Regions from separate parts of the Zea mays genome. Here region 1 is linked to region 2. Evidence: chromatin contacts called from public Hi-C data. All regions are on one chromosome and are shown on one strand. Each heading gives the region's core, a stretch centred on a gene start, on an enhancer-like site or on the middle of the called end of the contact. The rest is flanking DNA. Distances are from core to core; before and after follow the strand shown. Region 1 has its middle 14 kb from the start of LOC103649040. Region 2 holds the start of LOC100272497 (KH domain-containing protein SPIN1).

Region 1 (5,223 bases), core at 2,411-4,910, 450 kb before region 2:
CTCTCGCCCTTACAATAAAGATCACAATGAAAGCACGGATGAAGGTTGGGAGAAGCAACACACAAGACTCAAATCGCAGCACACCCACGCACACAAGTGAAGACTCGAGCTCAAATGAAAACACAGGGAGTCCTCGACTCAAATAGAGCTCAAATCTCTAACACAACAAAGTGAATGCGCGGGAGCAGAGTCTGGATGCCTTAGAATACTTAGTGAATGCTTGGGTGTCACCTCCATGCGCCTGGGGGTCCCTTTTATAGCCCCAAGGCAGCTAGGAGCCGTTGAAGACAATCATGGAAGGCTAATCTTGCCTTCTGTCGTGTGGTGCAGTCCGGTGCACCACCGGACAGTCACTGTAGTTGTCCGGTGCGCGATTGCCTTCCAAATAAGGCGCAGTCGACCGTTGCAGCTTCTGGCCCGATGGCGCACTGGACACTATCTGGTGCCCCGTGCTGACCGTTGGTGCGGGCCACGCGTCGCCAGCAGATTGCGCGGCTGACCGTTGCGCTGACGACCGTTGGCTCACCGGACAGTCCGGTGAATTATAGCCGTACGCCGCTGATCTTTTCCCGAGAGCAGCCTTTTCACCGGAGACAGCCTGGCGCACCGGACAGTCCAGTGTGCCAGACTGAGCTAAGTTTTGGCTGCACCGAGCCAAGTATTTTTCCAATTCTTTTCTCCCTGTTTCTAGCACTTAGACAAAATATGTTAGTACTCAAAACAATGTACTAAGTCTAGAAACGTACCTTGTTACATGATTTGCACTTCTTGCTTGTTTGGCACATAGCTACTCACTTACTATGTGTTGGACACTTAATCACCAAAACATTATAGAAATGGCCGAAAGGCACATTTCCCTTTCAAAAGGATACTGGGTTTTGATAAAAACAGAGAAGGTGGACTTGTGTGGTAACAAGTGTTTAATCATTAAATAGGTAGAGTTCCACCTAACATCCATGTCAACACCAAATTTACGAGGGCGAATAGCCATACTCATACAGTAGCTTTTGTATGCAGCTATACGTTGGTTGGATGCATTTAAAAATGTTATAGCAGTTCTGAAGTCATCAAGATATGTTCTGATAGGATCCAAACCAGCTTTAACAATTAGATTAATAACATGACATGAACAACGCTGATGCAAAAACATAGTAGACAATTCATCATCAGATGCATCAGTACCAAGGCTACTATTAGGAATAGGTACACCAAGGTAACCACACAAGAAAGGTCTTAGAAATTTCATGGCAACATTATTTGAGGAAGCATTATCCAAAGTTATAGCAAACACTTTTTCAGTTAAACTATACTCATCAATAACAGTAGCTACAAGATTAGCAATGTTAACACCACTATGCTTACCATCAATGAGCTGAAGTGCAAGCAATCTTTTTCCTAATTCCCACTTAGAATTAACAAAATGAGATACTACGCTTAAGTAATCCTCCTTTGCCTTGCCAGACCAAATATCAGAAGTAAGACAAACAGAACCAACATCATTTTTAAAAGTTCCAATTAAGTTCACCATACGTTCATTATAAAATTTAACCATGTCCCTAGCAGTGGTCTGTCTAGAAACATGCACAAATCTAGGGTTATGAGAACGATTGATATAACATTAAAAAGCAGGAGTAGAACCATGCCATAAAGGAAGGTCATCCCTAGCAATCAAACGAGATAGTTCAGTCCTAGCAATAGAACCAGAGTACTCCCAACGTTGCAAAGTACCGTCAGTAATGTACTTAAGCACAGATTGGACTTGCCCAGAGTGTTCATGTGCTTTCTTAGCAGGGCAATTATGACAAAGCAAATGACCAGTACCAGAAGTAGATCGAGCATTAAGTGTTTGCTTACAGTGCTTGAAACGAGCAGCATACCTGACTTTCTTACCATTCACAATCTTAGTCAATTCATCAAAGTCATTCCAGCACTTGGACCTTTTCTTCATGTTGCTACCACTAGCATCAGCAGCCTGATCTAGATTAGGGACTGCTGCTGACGGGCTAGTGGATCTGGTTCCAGTGCCAATTTGAGAGCCGACAACAGTATCAACCTCAATAGGATCTCCATGGGTGTCACCAAACCCCAGGAAGTACCTAGCATCCTGCGCCTCCTTGTGGTCCTCCAGCCGGCGCTCCTCCTCCTCTGCAGCCGCGTCAAGGTCCATGACCGCGACTTCGACCACGAGCCCAAGGAGCTAAACCGGTTAGAGGACTGTCGCCTCCGGTTCCTCAACGACTGCAATGCACCAAAAGCACAATTAATTTAAATTATACAAACAGTATACTAAAGTGAGTTCAGATGTTGTAAACTAAATCTAAAAAACATAACATACAACAACTAAAATAAACAGCTAACAACTAATTAAACAGACAACAACTAACGACGGCATGTATAAGCTAACGACAGAATTAAACAGACAACTTCTCTGATAAGCTAACGACAGAGAGGAGCGTTGGAGTTTGGAAGCAGTTCCTACGGCCGGAGAGGAGCGTTGGAGTTTGGAAGCTAACGACGACATGTATAAGGTATAAGCTAACGACAGAGATGCGTTCTTGACTATCAGGCTATCAGCTAACGACGGTCGACGGGCGACGACATGTATCTTCTGAATTCTGATAAGCTAACGACAGTAAATGAGTAGAGAGTAGAGACGGACCTTTCAAAGCCGGAGCACCAGAGACGACGTCGTCGACGTGTGGACTGTGGTGTGCCGCACGATGGACAAGAGAACGTCTGGGCAACCAGAGACCGAGAAGGGCGAGCATGAGTTGTGGACAAGCAGAGAAGGGCGACTGGGCGAGCAGCCGAGCACGAGATCCCCAATCGGCGAGCACGACGAGATTCCCAATCGACGACTGACGAGCAGGGCGAGCAGCCGAGCATGACCGACGAGCACGAGATCCCCAATCGCCGAGCACGATCGACGAGCACGAGATCCCCAATCGGCGCGCACGAGCAGGGCGAGCAGCCAAGCACAACCGAATCGCCAACGGCCAAGGCACGAGAGGCAAGAGGCGAGAGGCAAGAGAGAAAACGGCGCCGCCGCCGCCAGAGACCGAGAGCAGAGAGGGCGTCGGGCCAGGGTTGGGGACTCGGGGATAGCTGGAATGCTGGATAGGGTTAGGGTTTAAGCCAAGAGCTGAGAGGGCGTCGGGCCAGGTTTGCGTCTGTGGACTCGGCGGCGCTTAAGCCTGTTCGGGCCGCCGGGAAATTGGGCCTGCGGTAGACTGAATTTGTGTTGTCAAATACGCGGGCCGTCGTCGGGCCGACCCATATATCGTGTCGGGCCGGGCCAAAGCACGCGGGCCGCCGTATCTGCCCATACCCGGCACGCTAAAAGGGCCATGCCGGGCCGTGTTTGGACCGGGCTAAATTCGTGCCTTGCCACGGGCCAAACGGGCGGCCCGCACTGTTTGGACACTTATAGACTCTGCTGTCAGTGCCACCATCCTTACAAGTTGTTCGAACTTTTGACTGCTCATGCTAAACATTTAAAACATGTCTGAACAACTATTGTATTTAAATATGGTCTACCTTAGTGATACATAGATATTATAGCCAGGAGCGGAGGGCCCGTTATGGCCAAGTATGGCTCGCGCCATACCTCAAATTTTGGCCCAGTAAAACAGCAGAGCCTAGGTATTCAGCCCAAGCAGTCGTAGCCTCCCTGTTTCCCTCCGTAGCCACACAACAGGCACAGCCGTAGGTAGGCGCACAAGACCGTCGGCCGCTCCCGCCCGGCCGCCTGCTCGTCGCTACGTCCGAGACCGCCTCCGTCTGGCCGGCCGCCGGCTATCCAAATACGGCCGCGCACCAGAGCCTTACCGAGCCACCGCCTCGCAGGTCGCAGCCTCGCTTGACGCTTGCTAGCCAGCGCCTTACCGAGCCACCGCCTCGCAGGTCGTAGCCTCGCTTGACGCTTGCTAGCCTGCTGCTTGGCCGTGCTCCGTCAGACCGCCACTGCTTGGCTGCTTGCTAGCCTGCTTCGACTGCTTGCTTGGCTTAGCTGCTTGCGTTGCTACTTGCAAGCCTGCTTGCTAGTTGCTAGACGGCTTCTTCCCTGGCGTGCTTTTACTGCTTGCTAGTTGCTAGCCTGCTGCCCTGCTTGCTTTCAAAAAGATTGGTTTGAGCAATATAATTGGTTAGAATACAGTTTGGTAAAGGATAGAGCTTATTACTTTTGTTGTATTAAATTTAGCTCTTTATTTTAATGCTAATTTATGCATCCTCTTTGTTTGACCGCTTATATTTGGTTAAATTGTTGATTTGGCATATAATCTACAAGGGATCCTTCATCTAAGGTACTTCTTAATGATGTTTTTGTACTAAACTTTTGTTTTACTGCAAGATATGTCTTTACCATTGCCATACCTTATTTTTAGGTCGTGCTCCGCCACTGATTATAGCAACGTACTGGCACTTAACTAGTTATATTTATGTTTAAAGTGGTACAATGACTATATTTCGATAACTATCGGTTCATAGACATATTTTGATCACTGATTCTGCGTTTCGGCGGCAGACAAAGTCAGCGGTGTTTGAGGAAGTTCAGTACTGCCAAATTCAAACCACGGGATGAAAATCGAATAAAAAATTTCAAAAAATGGGTCTGCACTGCCACCGTCAGCATTGCTGACGGTGGATAGGGCTGGAAACGAGCCGAGCCGAGCTCGGCTCGGCTCGGTGCAGCTCGGTGGCTGACCGAGCTCGGCTCGGCTCGCCCATTTCACGAGCTAGCGAGACAGGCTCGGCTCGGCTCGAAGGTGGCTCGCGAGCCGGCTCGGCTCGGCTCGCGAGCCACACCCTGATATATATAATTGCATTATCTAGTGAATTATTAGTATATAAATATAAATATATAGATATCATTCATCATTTTAAGTAATCTAAATTATTAATTATCATATATTTATCATGAAACGTTAAGAAACAAACTGACTATCTATAAAATTACCAAATATCCATCGTTATTCTACATATTAGGTAATTTGGCAAAGCTTGCGAGCCGGAACGAGCCGGCTCGGCTCGGCTCGCTCGAGGCTCGCGAGCCGCTTCGAGCCGAGTCGAGCCGCTCCGAGCTCGAGCTGGCTCGCGAGCCTCGAGCTTATTTTCCAGCCCTAGTCAGCATCCCCCGTTTGTGCTGCTCGCCGTTGCCCTCGTGAGTCATCTCTACAACACGAATTCTGAGCCTAATCTTGGCCAGCGACCGAATTTTTTGTA
Region 2 (4,733 bases), core at 949-3,448:
AATCCTTTGCGGTTTTTACGAAGCTAATGATTTTTACAGTTTTGACGAAGCTCTTTCTTTTGCCGAAGCTAATTCAAAAGAGATGGTTCACTCGAGAATGCAGTGAAAAAGCTTCGGCTATGGTTGAATTTTTCAACAGCACAACAGTGCAATGGCAATGAATGTTGTGGTAACTTCACACCTACCCGTCTGTTTATATAGTGCTGCAGGTGGGAAGGTGAATCGCCAAGTCGCCCGCACCCGCCGAACAGTCACCCGCACCCGCTGAACGGTGGACCATTACCCGCTGCATGGTGGGCCACCTCGCGCCCGGAATAATTTAATCGTTTCTCGGCAACGAGCTCAGGGAAGGTGTTTTTCGTACCTTCAGCATTCCGAAGCTTTGAAGATTTTTCACGGATCAAGCTCGTTACGAAAAACAATCTAGCACCGCGAAGGGGCTACTGTTGAGGGTCTGCTTCGTCGCCAAAGGTCCTTTAAGAAGAAACACCTTCGGAAGATCAGCACATAAGCAAATACAGTGCGAAGATACACGCCGAAGCTACCATTTAGGAAGCTTCGGCATAACGACATGCCTTGAGACGAAGGGTTGCACCGACTTAAAGAGGAGAAGACTAATCGGTCCACGATAGTTCGTGTCATGATTGTAACTAGTTGACAAGGACATAAATGTAATTTTGACCGAGCTGCGTCCCGTGCCTATAAATAGGTGAACAGTACCCCCGTACTATTCACGCTGACTTGTATTCACTCGTGCGTCACACTTGGATCCTTGCCTTCTGTCAAGCCGAAGGTACAAATGTAATTCAATATTGTTCTTATTCATCTTTGATGATATAATAAAGATATATTTATGATGTCATATGATTATTCATGTTATTTCTCATGTTTCATATGCTTCTTCTTCTTCCATTAACATATACTGTAATCATGAAGGTACATCCTTCATGACCTTTGTCCGAAGATCGTTATATCTTAAGGGAAATAATGCTTCGAAGGACGAATGACATTAACCATTAACCTATTTTTGTGTTGCCTTGTTCTTAATTCATAGCATTTGAGAACAAGTCTCTAACAAGAACAGTATATGATTTTTTAAACATAAAAAATTAATGAAAAATATTAAATAACAACGTTATAGTGTATAGAGGGAGCTGAATAGGGGGAATGGCCGGAGACATCATATAGGTGGGGTGTATTTTTGAGGTAGATGTTGTAAAATATAATAGAAAGTACATATAGAAAGAAAAATATATGAGAATGGTTGAAGATGGTCTTATCGCTCCCTTATTCGAAGGGGTGTAGGTGAGTAGGTCGGCTCATGCCAACAAGGGTGGATATGAGGGACGTCAAGGCTATCTTCAATAGCTCTCCTATTTTATTTTTTATCTCACCTCCTATATTAAACTTTAGTGTATAAATAATACTCCCTCTATTCTAGAATATAAGTTATTCCAAGATTCTTGGAGAGTCAAAGTTTTTCAAATTTGATCAAATTTATATAATGAAATAATAACATTTACGATATCAAATGTGTACCATTAGATTCTCTATTAGATATATTTTCATATTATATTTATTTCGTGTCATAAATCTTTATGATTCTCGCTATGCTTTTGGTCAAACTTTAAAAACTTTGACTCTCTAAGAATCTTAAAGTGACTTATATTTTAAACTGGAGGGAGTATTATTTACAGTATAAGATAATATTTTGTATGACCATACAACCTAATCTGCGCGAAAATAGCACCAAGAGAAACAGAATGCAACCTCATACATATTTTTCTGTTCGTTTTTCTCCTTGTTGTGTGGGCTGGGACCTGGGAGTGGGTCCTCACTCCTCCCCTCTCTCTATCATCACCCTTCTTCCGCTGGAATTCGTGTCATAAATCTTTATGATTCTCGCTATGTTTTTGGTCAAACTTTAAAAACTTTGACTCTCTAATAATCTTAAAGTGACTTATATTTTAAACTAGAGGGAGTATTATTTACAGTATAAGATAATATTTTGTATGACCATACAGCCTAATCTGCGCGAAAATAGCACCAAGAAAAACAGAATGCAACCTCGTACATATTTTTCTGTTTGTTTTTCTCCTTGTTGTGTGGGCTGGGACCTGGGAGTGGGTCCTCACTCCTCCCCCTCTCTCTCTATCATCACCCTTCTTCCGCCGGAAGGAAAAGAGAAAAACACACACTCTCTTTCCGAGCTCTCTCGCTGTCTCTCACCCAGCCGCCACCATGTCAGGCCTCTACAACCAGGGCTTCTCCCCTGCAAGAACCCTCTCCCCCCAGATTAGGAGCAACCCCGACGCTGATAGGTACTAATTTCTCATCGGATTACTTGCTGCTAATATTTGATCCAAGATCCAACGATTGCTCCGTTTCCGCGCTTCCTTCCCTCTCCCCACGATTGATTGGGGCGGTGCGCTGACGGTACCGTCCCTGCTTGCTTCCTCCGCAGCCAGTACTTGGCCGAGCTTCTCGCCGAGCACCAGAAGTTGGGGCCATTCATGCAGGTGCTGCCGATATGCAGCCGGCTGCTCAACCAAGGTGAGTTCATTTTTTAATCCCTCGCTTGCTCACTGTTGCTTGCCGATTGGTGGAAAATCTCGTGCCCTTTCGCCTCAGAGGGGGTTCCTCTGCAATCGGGACTGGGGAAATGCCCGGCTTCAATGCTCGGATGGCTGCCGATCTTTTTCGGCAGGTTATATGCTGGGGCGCTTGGTAGAGTTACCAAGCCGCCATCTGATTTGTCTTATTGTCCCTGATTCGGGATTGGGTTTGGCCTTTAGGTGATATAGCGGATTGTTTTGATTCTCTTGCTACCAGGTTTGGTAATGAGTTCTTAGTTCATACTAGTTTATCCACCATCAGTGATCAAGATGACTGAAAACAGCTTAGGGCCCCATTGATCAGGGGATGTTTATATAAGGGATGCAATCAGTTGTTCATTCCATCCTCATGTCTTGCATTATGCAGAGTAAAATGACAACTTAGTTGAACTGCATTGCATATTGATTATTATCATGTTTAATAAAAATACTATTTTTTCCATTTGAGGAAACCATCTGCAGGGCTACACACTCTGCTATCTATAACCTATTATTTGAGATGTTTCTTATCCTTTTTTATGCGTGGTGCTATTATGACACCTATGTTAAACCAACTTATTATTTCTTCTTTTCTGACTACTAACTCTGCTATTTTTCTTTTCTTCCGTTATTTGTGTCACATAGAAATCATGCGGGTGTCAAGCATGGTTCATGACCATGGATTTAGTGATCTTGACAGACGCCGGTTTAGAAGTCCTAGCCCTATGTCTTCACCGATTGTCCGGCCTAATCTACATGGAAATGGTTTTGGTCCTTGGAATGGGATGCACCAAGAGGTAGGCGTAAATATTAATCGCTGAAATAAGCTTCCTTTTGTTAACATGTTTCTTTTAACATTTTGATAGCAGGGACAAAATCATGGATATAATGCTCTATAAAATGTAATAAAGAAAAAAAAACTCAGCCTTGGGGAAGACCTCTCCAGGGTGTTGCACTGGACCATGTATTTCACTGTGTAGTGGCAAGTTTTTTTTATCCAAGCCCAGAGAATCTGCTCCCACAGGGAGTGGACCCAGGCCTGCTGGATGCTACTAAGGCACTACAACCACTAGACTGCAGGCCTTATAATGTTCTGTAGTGAAGATACTTAAGTCCTAGAGGGTATGTCTATGCCATATATTGTAATGGGTACGTTTAATATAACAGAGATTGGGCTTTCCTCCTCCTGGAACAAGTATGGACTGGCAAGGAGCACCACCGAGCCCTGGCTCTTATATTGTCAAGAAGATCATGCGCTTGGAAGTTCCCGTCGACTCTTACCCTAATGTACTGCCTTCCAAAACATGTGCAATTTATCCTTCAGTATTAAATGATATTTTAGTTCTATTTTTTTTTCTGTAGTTCAACTTTGTGGGACGCATTCTAGGGCCAAGGGGTAATTCTCTAAAGCGAGTTGAATCATCAACTGGCTGCCGTGTTTTTATTAGAGGGAAGGGTTCCGTCAAAGATACAGAAAAGGTAACCAAATATTGTATTGCTTAATTGCACCCCACTTATATGTTTGTGTACTTATGATATCTTAAGTTTAGCAAGGTTTTATAGCTAGATAGGTGAATGAGCTTCTCTATTAATGTATTGTCTGTCAAGAAACTCTACGAACTGCATGCCACTTCGGTTTTCTTGGCTGATTGCTTGTACTAGCGTTGTTTACCTAGTCTTGCTTGTCATTTCTGACATAGATTAGACATCGGTATTCATGATCAGAAAATACGATCTAAGCCTTTTCCCCCCTTTACGGTTAAATGTTAACTAAAAAGGGTATAAGGAGTTAAGGGCCTACACAATTTTGGACCAACTTTTGAATAAAAATAAATAAATGAATGCTTACTTAGGCAGCACTTGCTATATATTTTATTAGATCTTGTTGGCTTGGCAGTTGGGACAGAGTGACATAATGTCCTGCTCAAGATCCAGATACCTTCATGCTCATGGGACCCTGAGAAAGAGCAGTATTATGCTGACTAATAGCAGTAGGCCACTTATCTTAGGGAAAATTTTGGAGGAATTTTGCCATTTTTTGCACTCTCCATTTCTTTCTCTATCCTTCTATCAAAGAATCATTAGTTTGTCCATTTTTGTTTTATGGCACAAATTCAAACCATATAGTGTTTCAGTTAT

What was found. A called contact is a pair of places that touch in the nucleus more often than the background predicts.
Region 1: a Hi-C map of ear shows a contact between it and region 2, with 2.4 times the contacts expected there. The contact joins the enhancer-like site here to the promoter of LOC100272497 in region 2. A contact is called at or near these places in 3 of 25 Hi-C or Micro-C datasets (ear, leaf and tassel).

The regions. Positions count from the first base shown.
Region 1 is chr2:163,808,463-163,813,685 of Zm-B73-REFERENCE-NAM-5.0, reverse strand. No RefSeq gene overlaps it. Among protein-coding and RNA genes, the nearest start is that of LOC103649040, 14 kb to the left of the region's middle. Within about 2 kb of position 3,660, at least 11 of the 20 cell types and tissues checked have an H3K27ac peak or open chromatin away from gene starts, as enhancers often do. A contact at or near this core is called in ear, leaf and tassel, where this site is marked.
Region 2 is chr2:163,361,885-163,366,617 of Zm-B73-REFERENCE-NAM-5.0, reverse strand. LOC100272497 (KH domain-containing protein SPIN1) reads left to right here and starts at 2,198. Exons shown (of 7, transcript NM_001146966.1): 1 at 2,198-2,321; 2 at 2,465-2,553; 3 at 3,240-3,391; 4 at 3,762-3,881; 5 at 3,957-4,073. The coding sequence starts at 2,242.